Linked DNA regions of Rattus norvegicus: region 1 is linked to region 2. A link is a contact called in public Hi-C data. All regions are on one chromosome and are shown on one strand. Each heading gives the region's core, a stretch centred on a gene start, on an enhancer-like site or on the middle of the called end of the contact. The rest is flanking DNA. Distances are from core to core; before and after follow the strand shown. Region 1 holds the start of Armc12 (armadillo repeat containing 12). Region 2 holds the start of Def6 (DEF6 guanine nucleotide exchange factor).

The links. A called contact is a pair of places that touch in the nucleus more often than the background predicts.
Region 1: a Hi-C map of the A7r5 cell line shows a contact between it and region 2, with 2.6 times the contacts expected there. The contact joins the promoter of Armc12 here to the promoter of Def6 in region 2. A contact is called at or near these places in 2 of 12 Hi-C or Micro-C datasets (the A7r5 cell line and frontal cortex).

What each region holds. Positions count from the first base shown.
Region 1 is chr20:6,585,707-6,592,276 of GRCr8, forward strand. Armc12 (armadillo repeat containing 12) reads left to right here and starts at 3,867. Exons shown (of 6, transcript NM_001113777.1): 1 at 3,867-4,036; 2 at 4,871-5,016; 3 at 5,373-5,507. The coding sequence starts at 3,874.
Region 2 is chr20:6,266,817-6,273,502 of GRCr8, forward strand. Def6 (DEF6 guanine nucleotide exchange factor) reads left to right here and starts at 3,507. Exons shown (of 11, transcript NM_001191717.2): 1 at 3,507-3,637. The coding sequence starts at 3,542. Zfp523 (zinc finger protein 523) reads left to right here. Exons shown (of 14, transcript NM_001134755.1): 14 at 668-1,442. The coding sequence ends at 766.

The DNA of each region.
Region 1 (6,570 bases), core at 2,617-5,116, 320 kb after region 2:
TTGGACATGTGATGCAGACACCACATTCACACCTGGCCCCCCCAAAGCCAACAATGAAGCAGCTGATAAGGCTTGGTATCATAGCAGAAGACCCCAGATCTGACCTATAGTACTATAGGGAAAAAAGCTATGAGCTCAGGAACATGTCACCCTGGGGGCCGATCACCCTGGTTCCCTCTGAATTGTTCGAGGGCAGATCCAGAAGAACTGGGCTAAGAAGTATCAGGAGGGATCTAGCGGCAGACGAACAGAGAAGAGTCTTTAGAGTCCTTTTGTTTGTCTCAGTTTTTTGAGACAGGGTTTCCCTATGTAGCCCTGGCTGTCCTGGAACTTGCTCTGTAGACCAGGCTAGCCTTGAACTCAGAGATCCTCCTGCCTTTGCCTCCCAAATGCCAGGGTTACAGGCCGGCACCGCCATTGCCTGGCTCTCTTTAGTGTTTAAAGAGCAGAAGTAGGCACACTAGTTAAAGCACACTAAAATTCAGTCCCCAGAACCCAGGTTAAGTCCCAGGTGGGTGCGGTGACCCACTTGTAAATCTAGCCACTGAAGGCAGAGATGGAATTCCCAGAGTAAGCTTGTTAGCAAAACTAGCTGGGCTGGAGAGATGGCTCAGTGGTTAGAGCACTGACTGCTCTTCCAGAGGTCCTGAGTTCAATTCCCAGCGACCACATGGTGGCTCACAGCCATCTGGAATGGGATCCGATGCCCTTTCTGGTGAGTCTGAAGACAGCTACAGTGTACTCACTATCAGAACAAAAACAAAACAAAACAAAACAAAAAACCCTAGCCTTTATCCAAATGCCTACCTTAATGAGTGAGGCAGGGGATTGATGGTGTGGTGGCCAGCCTTCCACACCTGGGAAGAAGGATGTCCAGGTAAACAACTGTCTGCATCAGATTGGCCCGTGTCTGAGCATTTTCTTGATTGCCAATTGAGGTGCCATTCCTAAGCAGGAGGGGTTGGGCTGTGTAAAAATGGTCAGCTGACCACGAGCCAAAAGAACAAGCTAGGAAAAGACATTCCCTGGTTTCAGCTTCAGTCCCTCCCTTGACTTCCCTAAGTGTCAGACTGAGACAAGGAAGTGAGAGGCAAACACCCTCTCCCCACCAAGTTGGTTCTGGTCACAGTGTTTTATCACAACAAACTGGAGGGCAGAAAGATTGTTCAAGTCGACCTTGATCCTCCGCTTGTGTGCGTGCATACGTACGTGTGCATGTACTCTGACACAAGTGGGCCCATTAACACACACCACAGACACCAGAAAACAAAAATAAAAAAAGAACCGTGACGTTCGCAGAATCATCTCGGCTGGGGTCAGAAAGGGTAGGAAGGCTGGGTGAGAAGGCAGAGGCAGAGACCAGCTAAAATGGGCTCTTCTAGCCTAGCTCTTCCAGGAGGGCGGCTTACGGCCCCAGTCCACACCAGAGGCTGGGACAAGGGAAGGTTCCAGACACCTCTGGAGTTCAGAATAGAAAACCTAGACCCCCCCTCAGCCCCAGGCAACTCTGCTCTTTCTTCCCTTCAGGGTCACGTTAGGCTCTTTGCACTTTAAGACTGACAACATGACCTAAAGACCTACCAAGTGCAGGCTCCCATGCTGGATGCTGCTAAGAAAGACAGGCCCCAGCCTTTAGACTTCCTCCAGGAGGCTACAGACTCCAGAGCTGCAATTGGAAACTAGACGGGACAGCAGAACTGTCTAAGGTGTCCACCCGTTCTTTTCAAACTCGGGTGGGCAGAGGGATCGATGAGTGAGGAACAGTCTGTCACTCGTGTGGGAATCCAACACAAAGTTATGGATTCTGAAAGCTGACTGTGAGCTTCCCCCAAGCTGTCCTCAGGAAAGACACCCAAAGGCCCAGGCCCAGAAGTGGGCCTCTGCTGCCCTCTAGTGGAATAAAGTGGAAATTGGCACCCGCTGGCCCCCTCAAACCTGGCTCAAAGAAAAAGGAACAGGAGAATGGTCAAAATACACAGCACACAGGTACTAAGAGGTCTTAGTGAAACTCCTCAGTTTGAACAGTAAATGTGTATGCTGATTAAAAATAAAACGAAGGCGGCAGTGCACACCTTTAATCTTAGCACTGGGGCAGTCTGGTCTACAAAGCGAGTTCTAGGACAGCCAGAGCTACACAGAGAAACCCTGTCTCAAAGAACAAACAAATAAACCAACAGGCAAAAGCCAGACACAATAGTGTAATCTGAACACTGATCCCCTTGAATCAAGTCAGTGAGCCCAGGTTCAATGAGAGTTCTTGTCTAGGGAAGCCTAGAGAGATTCTCAGCAGTTAGGAGTGCATGCTGCTCTTGAAGAGGACCTGGGTTCAATTCCCAGCACACACATCTTTCTGGCAGAAATGCTCACAAACCTACACACATATATAAACACAGGCACACAAGGTAATAACAATGCAGTAAGAGGGAGCTGGAGGGATGGCTCAGTGGTCAATCCTGAGCAGGAAAACCCGCCAATCCCTGAGCTCACTCAAGCTCAGGCATTGAAATCCCACCAATCCTCACCCTGGAAATCTCCCAGGGGAAATCGCCCCACCCCAACCCCAACCCCGCTGGGCAAGAAATCTTTTATAAACTTTGCCACCTACTCAGTTCTTAGCTGCTTCTCACTGGAGCAGAGACAGCCACCCTCCCAACAGATCTCTTGTGTAAGATTTGTTATGCAAATGTTGACCTCGTGGCATTCCCTGGCTCCCAATTGCCAGGATACCAATTTGTGAGGAGCAAAGCTGTAACATTTTCACAAGAGCAGAGCTTTGTCTGGGTATACTCCCCCCCCCCCCACCGAGCAGAACTGTAACACTTGATAACCCTTCCCTAGGGGAAGCCTTTTCCTTCTGAACTGCCAACACTTAGACCCACAGCAAAACAGGAGCTGGTCATGGTGATGCACACCAATAACCCACCGTCACTAGGGAGGTCAAGGCAGGAAGACCAATCAGTATAATAAGAGCCTGAACTAGGTGATATTTCCCTTCAAAAATAAGAGGGGGTTGGGGATTTAACTCAGTGGTAGAGCGCTTGCCTAGCAAGCCCAAGGCCCTGGGTTCGGTCCCCAGCTCCGAAAAAAAGAAAAGAAAAAAAAATAATAAAAGAGAGGAGATAGAGGGCTCCTCGAAGTTAAATGCCCTTGCTCTTCCAGATGACCCTAGGTCGGTTACCCGCAGAGCGCACACATCACCCAGCTCGCCGCTATCTGTCACTCCAGCTCTAGCAGGTCCAACGCTTTCTTCTGTACTCCTCAGGTATCCAGTGCATGTGACTTTGACACAAGTAATTTAAAAAGCCAGGCGTGGTGGTGCACGCCTTTAACCCCAGCAAGGGGAAGGCAGAAGCAGGCAGATTTCTCAGATCTGGGTTGGCCAGCCAGGGTTACACAGAGAGACAAACAAGCACTGACTGCTCTTCCAGAGGTCCTGAGTTCAATTCCAGGCAACCATCTATGATCACAACCATCTATAATCAGATCTAGTGCCCTCTTCTGGCCTGCAGGCAGAAAACTGTATAGTGTATATATAATAAATAAATAAATATTTTTAAAAACCCCATAAAACTTTTCAGTGGTTTTCTGTGCTAGGCAAATACTACTTCTGAGCCCTACTCCCCTCCCTACCTTCTACCCCTAGAGTCTCTGGCTTCTCTGCAGCCTCCCAAAGCAGCATCTTCTCTCAGCACTCAGGGCCTCTTACTTCCCTGAGGGCCATCCTTGACCCCCGTCATCTCCAAAGTTTCCTTTGTTGCCTAGTTACAATTCTAGCACTCTGGTTCTGGGCCCTGCCAGGGTTCTGGTTCCGGAATGTTCTCTCCAGGTGCCTTGGGCCTAGCTCCTACCTAGCCACAAGGCAGCACTGAAGACATGGGTAAGACCATTCCCTCGTACCTGGAGCAACTGGACCTCCGCAAAGGCTTCATAGGCCTGGCTACAGGTGCCGGGGCCATATACCTGCTGTACAAGGCCATCAGAGCTGGCTTAAAGTGTCAGTCACCGCTCTGTTCCGACTCACCTATCTGCATTGCCCGTGAGTGTCCAATCCCTGGGGAGAGGGCTTTGCCCCAGGAGGTACCTGCTTCTAAGGCTTCCCCTTCCTTCTTTCTCTTCTCCAGTCTGCCTCAGTTTCCCTCCCCCTTCCCAGCACTAGCAAGGCACGGCTGTAGAAGCTAGTTTGGGAGTCTCTGGGTAGCAGCTCTCTGTGGAGCCAGTCTCCAGGAACTGTCCACCCTGCTCCCTCTCTCTCTGGTCTATGTATTGGAAACTGAAGTCAAAAACTTGGTCAGGAACTGGAGACACTGAGGGAAAGAAAAGTTGAGAGACCTTTTTGCCCTGAGTTTCCAACTAGGTCATGGGGTACTTTAAATGTTTATCTTATGTATTTGGGGGTCTTGCCTACCTACGAGTACTGACGTAACGGACAATTGTGAGCCACCAGGCGGTTGCTGGGATTTGAACTCAGGACCTCTGAGAGAGCAGCCAGTGTCCTTAACCACTGACCCATCTCTCTAGTCCCCCTAGGGTACTTTTGTGGCATCAGGAAAAGGGTCACTAAGTTGAGACACGTTGGTTGCCAACTGCCAAGAGTATCCCGATGAGAACAGAACCCTACCAGGAAAGTTGTAACTGTGAAAAGACAAAGGAGCGACCGACACGCAGACAGCACAATAGTAGACATGGTTCTTGGTGTGGTGCACACTTGGTAGGGTAGTCCGGGAAACGCTCCACTCAGCAGACCAAAAGTTTCCATTTTAGGAAAAGCCTTAGACCTCAGCTTCCCTCCTTACCCCGTTTTCCCACTTCCCAGCCCCTTGCGTTCCTCAATGAGTCCGTATCCCTAACTGTGGACTGGGGTGTTGTTTAGGCCTGGCCATAGAGAGAGAGCGCCACGGGCGGGACTCGGGTGAGATTCGAAGACTTCTCCACTCTCTAGAGTGCAAACACGATGCATATACCAAAAGCATGGTCCTTCATAGCATCACCCGCTGCGTGTACTTGCTGGAAGCTGAGGTGGGCTGGGCTGGGCTGGGCTGGGCTGGGCTGGGCTGGGCTGGGCTGGGCTGGGCTGGGCTGGGCTGGGCTGGGCTGGGCTGGGCTGGGCTGGGCTGGGCTGGGCTGGGCTGGGCTGGGCTGGGCTGGGCTGGGCTGGGCTGGGCTGGACGGGCATGGCCGCGCCCCTCCCTGTCAGTCTGGTTCCTGGCTTAGAGTTCACCCCTAACCCCACGACTGCCTAGACAGCATCCTCAAACCTGTCCCTCTGCTTGACGGTAGCATCAAAGGAAAGATGACCTCAGAGACTCAGGGGACAGCGGGGGCCCAGGACACCCGCCTCTCCTGTCTCTCCCACCTCTCTTCACACACTCTAGGCCTCTGCTTGTACATTGGATGACATCAATTTGATCGCTGAAATGCTGGATGACAAGGACAACAGTGTCAAAATCCAAGCTCTGAACGCACTTAAGGCTTTCTCTGGCATCAGGAAATTCAGACTCGTCATTCAGGCAAGATGGGCAGCGTGTTCCCCAGAGTCTGGGTCCTTTAATTTGATGATAGCCAGGAAGTTTGAATCCGAGTTTGTAACCTGGAAATGAGTGGGGGAGACAGTGGTCAGCTTCGTCCCACGCCACTCTAGTCTCCACAAGAGCCTGATGAGCCTGGACTCTCTAAGGGCAGATTCTTAGACACCAGCGCATAACCAGGCTGGTTGTGAAACTGGGGTTACCACATTTTTCCTGCTGTGTGTGTGTGTGTGTGTGTGTGTGTGTGTGTGTGTGTGTGTGGCCCTGGCTGTCCCACTGTCCTTAAATTCAGAGTTCTGCCTGCCTCTTCCTCTCCCCCCCCCCCCCCCCCTGGAGCTGGGGACCGAACCCAGGGCCTTGCGCTTCCTAGGCAAGCGCTCTACCACTGAGCTAAATCCCCAACCCCTGCCTCTTCCTCTTGAGTTGTGGAATCGAAGGTGTGCGCCACCACCGCCTGGCTTTATACATATATATTCTATATGTGTGAAGTGGAAAGGAAAAACAATTCTAACGAAACCCAGGGGCAAGCTGGTTCAGTGGGCATTCGCTTCTAAGCCTGACAACCTGACTTCAATTTCCAGGGCCCCACATGGTGGAAGGAGAGAACCAGCTCCCACAAGTTCTCCTCTGACACCCCCTACACACACCCGCCATGAGCACATGCATGCAGCACCTTCTCCCATACGGCAGGGAAAAAAATATCCTTCCCTAAATGTGGCCAGCCCCGAACAGCATGGTCATAAGGTCCCCTCCTCGATCGGGTCCTCCCCTCCAGAAGGGTTACGACCTCATGTTCGATGCTGTAAATGCAGACACCCGTGCATTTGCGCATTTCGTACGGCAAGGTAGACAGCTGTGTGAAGTACGGTTTGCTGTGTTTGACCTGCGCGCTCTGGGATATTGTGTCTCAGTTGCTTCAGGGACGACACCTGCCAGCTTAGGGGAGGAAAGCTACACTCTGGTTTGAAACCATACATCTGTGGTCTGTGTTCTTCTGGGTTTTGCCTTTACAAAAGGCTGAGTCTATCCTTACCTGGCTGTCTTG
Region 2 (6,686 bases), core at 2,257-4,756:
GGGGAGGGGGTGGGGAGGGGCAGTGAGGGGAGGGGTGGGGAGGGGAGGGTGAAGGGAGGGGCAGTGAGGGGAGGGGTGGGGAGGGGCAGTGAGGGGAGGGGGAGGGGAGGGTGAAGGGAGGGGCAGTGAGAGGAGGGGTGCGGAGGGGGAGGGGAGGGGAGAGCTCAGGCCCCCTCTGCCTACACCGAGGACCTGACTGAGGGAGACTGGGGAGTCCTTCACCTTGGGGTGACTGAGGCAGCGCCTCAGTCTGTGGTTCAAGCTCTAAGGCTTTCTCCTCACCTGGGAGATAGAGAGACTGGAGCAAACTCTCTCCAAGGCCCTTTCTAGTCAGTCTTTTGTCAGCCAGCTCTGGCGCAGAGCAGCCTGTGGTCCACCCAAGATATACCTAACAGGACTCTTTATCAGGGAGTTTCCCTCTAGTACAGTCCTGATAGGAAAGAGCGGTGGTGGCCACGCCTTTAATCCCAGTGCATGGGAGACAGAGGCAGGCGGATCTCTGAGTTCGAGGGCAGCCTGGTTTAGAGAGAGAGTTCCAGGACAGCCAGGGCTACACAGAGAGACCCTGAAAAGCCAACCAAGCAACAGAGCAGCAGGCGGAGTGAACAGGCGGCCTGTGGGGTCTGGAAGGAGGCCTCACCCTCTCACCTGCCATTCCTCCCCACAGCTGGAGGATCAGCAGACCCTGGAGGAGGTCATAAGCGTAGCCACTTCTGCCATGCAGCAAGGGGCCGTGACCCTGGAAACCACGGAGAGCGGCTGCTGAGCCCAAGAGGACCGGCTCCCACACCACACTGGAGAGGGCACCATGCTCATAGGCAGCCCTGCCAACGGGGCCCCAGCTGTGGCTGACCCCAGGAAGATGGCCGCGTAGGCCTCTGGGGCGATGAGGCAACAGGGAAATGGCCTCTAGTGGAAAGGGCTGTGGGCTACACCCAAGGTGAGGGCCGGGCAGCAGGCAGTGGACGTTGAGCTTGGTTACCAGGCTGCCTCAGACACCTGCTTCCCTCCCTGGGGAGAATGCTCTCCCCACATCTGTCCACTCCCTTTCTCAGGGAGCAGGTGACTAGGTGGACAAGGACTGGCCTCCACCCTGACTGGTGATACCACCAGGGGAAAGGTTGGCAGCTTCTCAGCCCAGTGCCTCCCAGCAATAACCATCTCCTGGGAGCAAGGTGGCCAAGATGCCACCCACCAGGGACTCCCCACCACCACAGTCAGAATTAACTCCTCAGGGGCCTGTGGCTGGCGTAAGGTGCCTCTTCACTTGTCTGTGGCAGAAAGACAAGAGAGTGGCCCACACCTGGACGGCTGGGGACTGGGTTTAATTTGTTTTGTGGTTTGGTTTTTTTAATCCTATTTTGATAATTATTTTTTTTCCTGCTCTGGGTGGCGGTGGCAAACGGGTGAATTGAGTATTTAATAAAACTTGCAAGTTTCCACCCCGGCTCCTCTGTCATTTCAGCACTGGGCCCTGGCGGCAGGGCCCGCTTCCCTGCATAGCCTCAATGCCCACCCGGCAGGCAGGCAGGGTGGCTCTCCGTGGGTCCCTGCAGGAGGTCCCTGCAGGAGGAGGCCCTAGGAGAGGAGAGCTCTGAGAGCTGCTGATAGGCTTCTGCCCACATCTACACCAAACAGGTCCTGAGTGGCTGTGGCCGGATCTGGGGTTGATGCTTGGGCTCGGGAGAATTCTGGGTCTGCCTTGCATTTGTTAAATGGAGCCTGGGCCCTTCCTTCCCAGCCGCCTCCCCATCCCGCACGCCCTCAGCGAGGTTCCCATGCCCTGTACCTAGGCAGACACCCCAGCTCTGTAACCCAGTGAGTGGGCAGGACATCTAGGAACCCTACTGAAGAACGAGAGAGGCCAGAGTGGCCAAAGCAGGACAGGTGCTGGAGGTAACTCCTGAGGAACAGCTGTACTGCTAACCACAGCTGTGTAGGAACATCGTAGGAGTCGGCGTGACTCTTCCTCCCTCCTATACGATGCTCTAATGAGCCCCCAGCCCCTTCCTGCCACCTGAGAATAGAGCCAGGAAATCAAGGACCAGGTGCATAAGTGCATCCTCTCCTGGGCTACCCAGAAAGCCCACATTTGCTGTTGCTTATCTGGGATCTTTTTTTTTTTTTTTTTTTAGGTTTTTTGGTTTCTTTTTTCCTGTTTTTTTCTCCCCCAAGACAGGTTTCTCTGTGTAGCCCCGGCTGTCCTGAAATTACTCTATTAGACCAGGCTGACCTCAAACTCAGAGATCCGCCTGCCTCTGCCCCCCGAGAGCTGGGACTAAAGGCATGTGCTACCACTACCCAGCCTTGTTTGTTTTTGAGGCAGAATTGTTCTTTGTAGCCTAGGTGGTCTCAAACTCAAGTTTTAGAACTCCCAAGAGAGAAGCTATAGTGTGTGTCCCCAAATCCTGTTTGCTGTTTACTCTGGACGTCAGCCCTGTGTAAGTGGAGGGGATAGGGGTGCTTCCCTGGGAGTGTGCGTGCGTGCGTGCGTGCGTCCGTGCGTGCGTCCGTGCGTGCGTGCGTGCGTGCGTCCGTGCGTGCGTGCGTGCGTGCGTGCGTGTGTGTGTATGCGCGAGTGCATGCATGCTCCAGAATTAGCCTCCAGAAAGCTTCATTGAAATTTAATGGCCACCATGATCTATGTGGGCATCGCATCTGAGGAAGTGGAGGCTGCCCCTGGCTTGCCCCTGCCAGGGCCTCTGAGGTGAGCCTCACTGTCAAGGCCGCCCCCCCCCCCACACACACACCGTGTGCCTAAATACAGCCTTTGGTGTCTTTAAGGCCACCAGGTACAAAGTGGACAGCATCCTGAAGTTTCTATTAGAGCCAAGGCCAGGGGGCAGGGGGAGGGGATAGCAAACCAAAGTGCCAAGGCACCCACCCCATCCTGGAGACGCGCTGGCTCCATGCTTCCTCCGGTTAGGTGACTTTTGCTTTTGTAGAACTCCTCACTGAGGTCCTGCTAGGTGGCCCGAAGAGAAATGTCCTGTCCCAAGCCTATAGTTTTCTTTATGTCCGGTCTCCGACATCCACACAAGCCCTGTGAGGTAGGAACTTACTAAGAATAGACTCTCAGGAGTAACTGGTCCAATCTCATCCACTTGGTAAGCTAGACACCTGATCCTGCCTCCCTCCATATCTGGAAGGGCCTGCCTTCTGTCCTCTAGAGATAACACCGGGAGCCTTGAAAGGTACTGGGACCTGGGTTCAGTCCCCAGCTCCGAAAAAAAAGAAAAGAAAAAAAAAAAAAAGAAAGAAAGGTACTGGGACAAGCAGACTTCTAAAGTCTGAGGGAGCCAGGCCCAGCCAAGGAGGGGGTCTATCTCGGGGAAGGATAGCTCTGGTCCCTTGCAAGGAGTGAGAAGTGGAGTGTGGCTCGAACAACTGGCCAGGCGCTGGAAGCAAGAGGGAGCAGGCAGGTGGAGCTCTCGCTCTGCTGCGCGCCAGGGCCTCTCTCTGCGGTCTGCAGCCGTTTGCATTTCCTGAAACCGGATCTTGGTGTCAGAGCCGCCCCTGGGCCGGGGCGGGCACCTCAGCCATGGCCCTGCGCAAGGAGCTGCTCAAATCCATCTGGTACGCCTTCACTGCACTGGACGTGGAGAAAAGCGGCAAGGTCTCCAAGTCTCAACTCAAGGTAAGGGGGCATCCTTGGGGCTCAGGGGAGGCTGACTCACCACACCAGTTCCCACCCCTGGGAGTCAGCCACGGAAGCCCTTGCTACCGGCAGACACCTTACCATCCAGCAGCCCTGGCCCTGGGTGGAGTCTTGACGTGGAGTGACAAAACCAGCGGAGCTCAGTGGATGCTTCCCAGAGGCCCCAGGTTTGTGTCACCAGAACCCACCGTCCAGAACCAAGTACCCTGACTAGACAGTGGAGGCGGCATCGCGAAGTTCTGAGTTTCTTCAGTAGCCAGGCCCCCTCCTAGGCTCCTTGTGGGTTCCCCAGCGTCATGCTTGGGCACGTACCCCGCTCCTCCCTGTGGCTTCCTCATGGCTTTGAAGAAAGACAGTTAGTTAGTGCTTGCCAGTTACTCCCTTTGGAGCCGAGAGCCTCCTCCATTTGCAAAGCGAGGGCTAATGTGGGCCAGCTAAGGGGTCATGGCCAAGGCTCCACAGTGTTTGTGGCTCACGGCTCACCGTCCTGCTCTGCCTGTCAGCACAGGAACACAACAGGTTGGGGTGTTTATCTTATGTCTTGAGACCTCAGGCTGAGGGTAGCAGGGGAAGCCAGGCCTGAGAAAACTCCTTCTTTAGTGACCACCCCCATCCCAACTCACACCCCCCCCCCCGCCCCCGCCTCTGTACCACTCATATCATCTTAAAACCATTAGGCCTGGACAGCTCTCTCTCCTTCCTGGGTAGGTGTCCTCTTCCCAGGGGGTTGGGGTTGGGGTAGGGGATGTAGGGGGAGACACCAGAGGTCTGGAGTCTGCAGGAGCCAGGGAGACCCGGAGCCCAGTGTCAAAGCAGCCTCAACTCTCTGACCCTGCTAGGGGTCCAGTCAGTCTCTGTAAATACTTCATCTAATGCTCCACTCGAGGCTGTGTCTCCCTTCCACTCTCCCCTCAGAAGAGTGGGGCTATTTACAACTTCCACTGTTCACAACCAAGACAGGAAGCCTGGGAGGCAAACGGGACAGAATAGGCCAGGCCCACCTCCATCTCAACCCCGATATTGCTGAAGTTGGGTCCTAGGAACTCAGATGCTCCAGTTAGTTGTGTCCCCCCCTTCCCCCCTTAGCTGGATTTGGGAGCATCTAACGCCTGATCTAACTCCCCCAGGAAGGAGAGAGTCCAATACCACCTCTGGTTCCCTAGAGAGGCAGGTTAGCCCTTCCCATGTAAGCCCCCCTCATCCCGCCTGGTCGAGTTCTGCCCATGAAAGAAAACTAGATCGTCCAGATACCACTCCTGTAGAAACTGTGCCCCCACTCGCCTTCCCCCCCCCCACTCTGTCTCTCTAGTACCCTACCACATGGCTTCTGTGTTCCATCTCTGTGACTTCTGACCCCTCTCTAGGCTCTCCCTGTGACCTATGTGCAGAGGGTACAGCCCTCAGGCAGTTCTAATTTTTTGGTGTTATCAGTCAGGAAGGCCTCCCAACTAGAGTCTCCCCCCTCATCCCCCACCCCCCACCCCCCCACCCCTCGCCTCTGGGTTAGCTTCTGACTGGCCCCATTCCCACCCCACCCCCACTCCCCGGGCAGCCACAGGTTGAGCATTTCTGGGGAAGATTCTCTAAGAGTGCTCACTGCGCACCTCCCAGCTCGAGTACAGCCCAGTCGCAGTGACATCTCTGACCGTACAGGACTAACAGTAAATGTCACATCTGCCCGACAGGAAACTTGTCCACTCTCAAACAGAGAGTTTGGGGCCACGTGGAGGTGAGGCAGAAATGCCAAGGCCCCTGCATGTGAGGGAAGGGTTTCTCTCCTGGGGGCCCTCTGTGGTGGATGCTGGGCTGGGAGGGAAGTAATAACACTGTTGGAGGTGGGGAGAGGCAGAGAAGAGTAATGGAGAAGTGGTCAGAAGGCAGAGGAAGAAGCAGAGGACAGAGAGATACACCAGCGGGGTACACCCTGTCTCCTGTAGAGATGAGGGGAGGGCTTGGGTTTAGATGGTCCTAGCCTTGGTACTCTCTGCTGCGGACAAGTAGGAAGCTGTAGAAACCCACCCCCCACATCCCAACCCCAGATCAGGCTATGTCTGAATCGCCTCTTCTCCCCTCCAAGTGCTCATGGAGGGCTGCCTTGGCTAGCCTGGTGCTTCCTGCTGAGGCCAGAGGAAGAGAGGAAAGGGTTGAGAAAAGCCCAAGGGGCTGTATGTGGGGTCACACCTGCCATCCCAGTCCTTAAGGCTGAAGCAGGACACCCCAGGGATTGTCTCAAAAAAAAAAAAAAATCAAGATGCAAACAAACCCAGAGGATGGAGAGTGGTTTGGTTTTTTTTCTGGGGGTAGGGAGTGGAGGGCGGGAGAAAGGCGCTTTTCTTCCATGAAGTCTTATTTGCTTTTTTTGTTTTGTTTGCTCTGTTCTGATTGTTTTATCCTCGGCTGCCCAGCACTCTTCTACTCTTCTTATTTACATGTTATTGCATTTACACGTGTGTGTGTGTGTGTGTGTGTGTGTGTGTGTGTGTGTGATGACTGCAGTGTATATGTAAAGGTCAGAGGACAGCTTAGGAAGCCAGTTCTCTCCTTCCACCAGGTAGGTCCCAGACATTGAGTTCAGTTAGCTGGGTCAGGACAAGCACCTTCCTCCTGCAAGGTCTGTACTGCGTTTCGTTGCTTTAGAAAGTTCGACTTTCGTCTAGCTTGGTGTAAACGGTGGAAACGGACCAGTGAGAAGAACTGTCCTGCCCTGGTGGACTCAGACTGGGAGGTCTTGCCACAGTACCTTGCCTTTAATCCCAGCACTCAGTGTAGCCCAGGCTAGCCTCCAACTCACACTTCTGCGTCTTCCAGGTGCTAATGGCCTATGTCACCATGCCTGGCTGTATCTTCTAAGAGAATGACTTGGAACCTATGCAGAGGTCACACCTGTGATCCCCACCACTGAGTGCCGGGAGGCCGGGGGTGGGGTGGGGGCTGAGGTAGGAGGATTGCTGAGAAGTTGAGGACAGCCTGGGCTACAATGTAAGATCCTATCCAAAAAAGAAAAAAGAAAGAAAAACCAAACCAATAA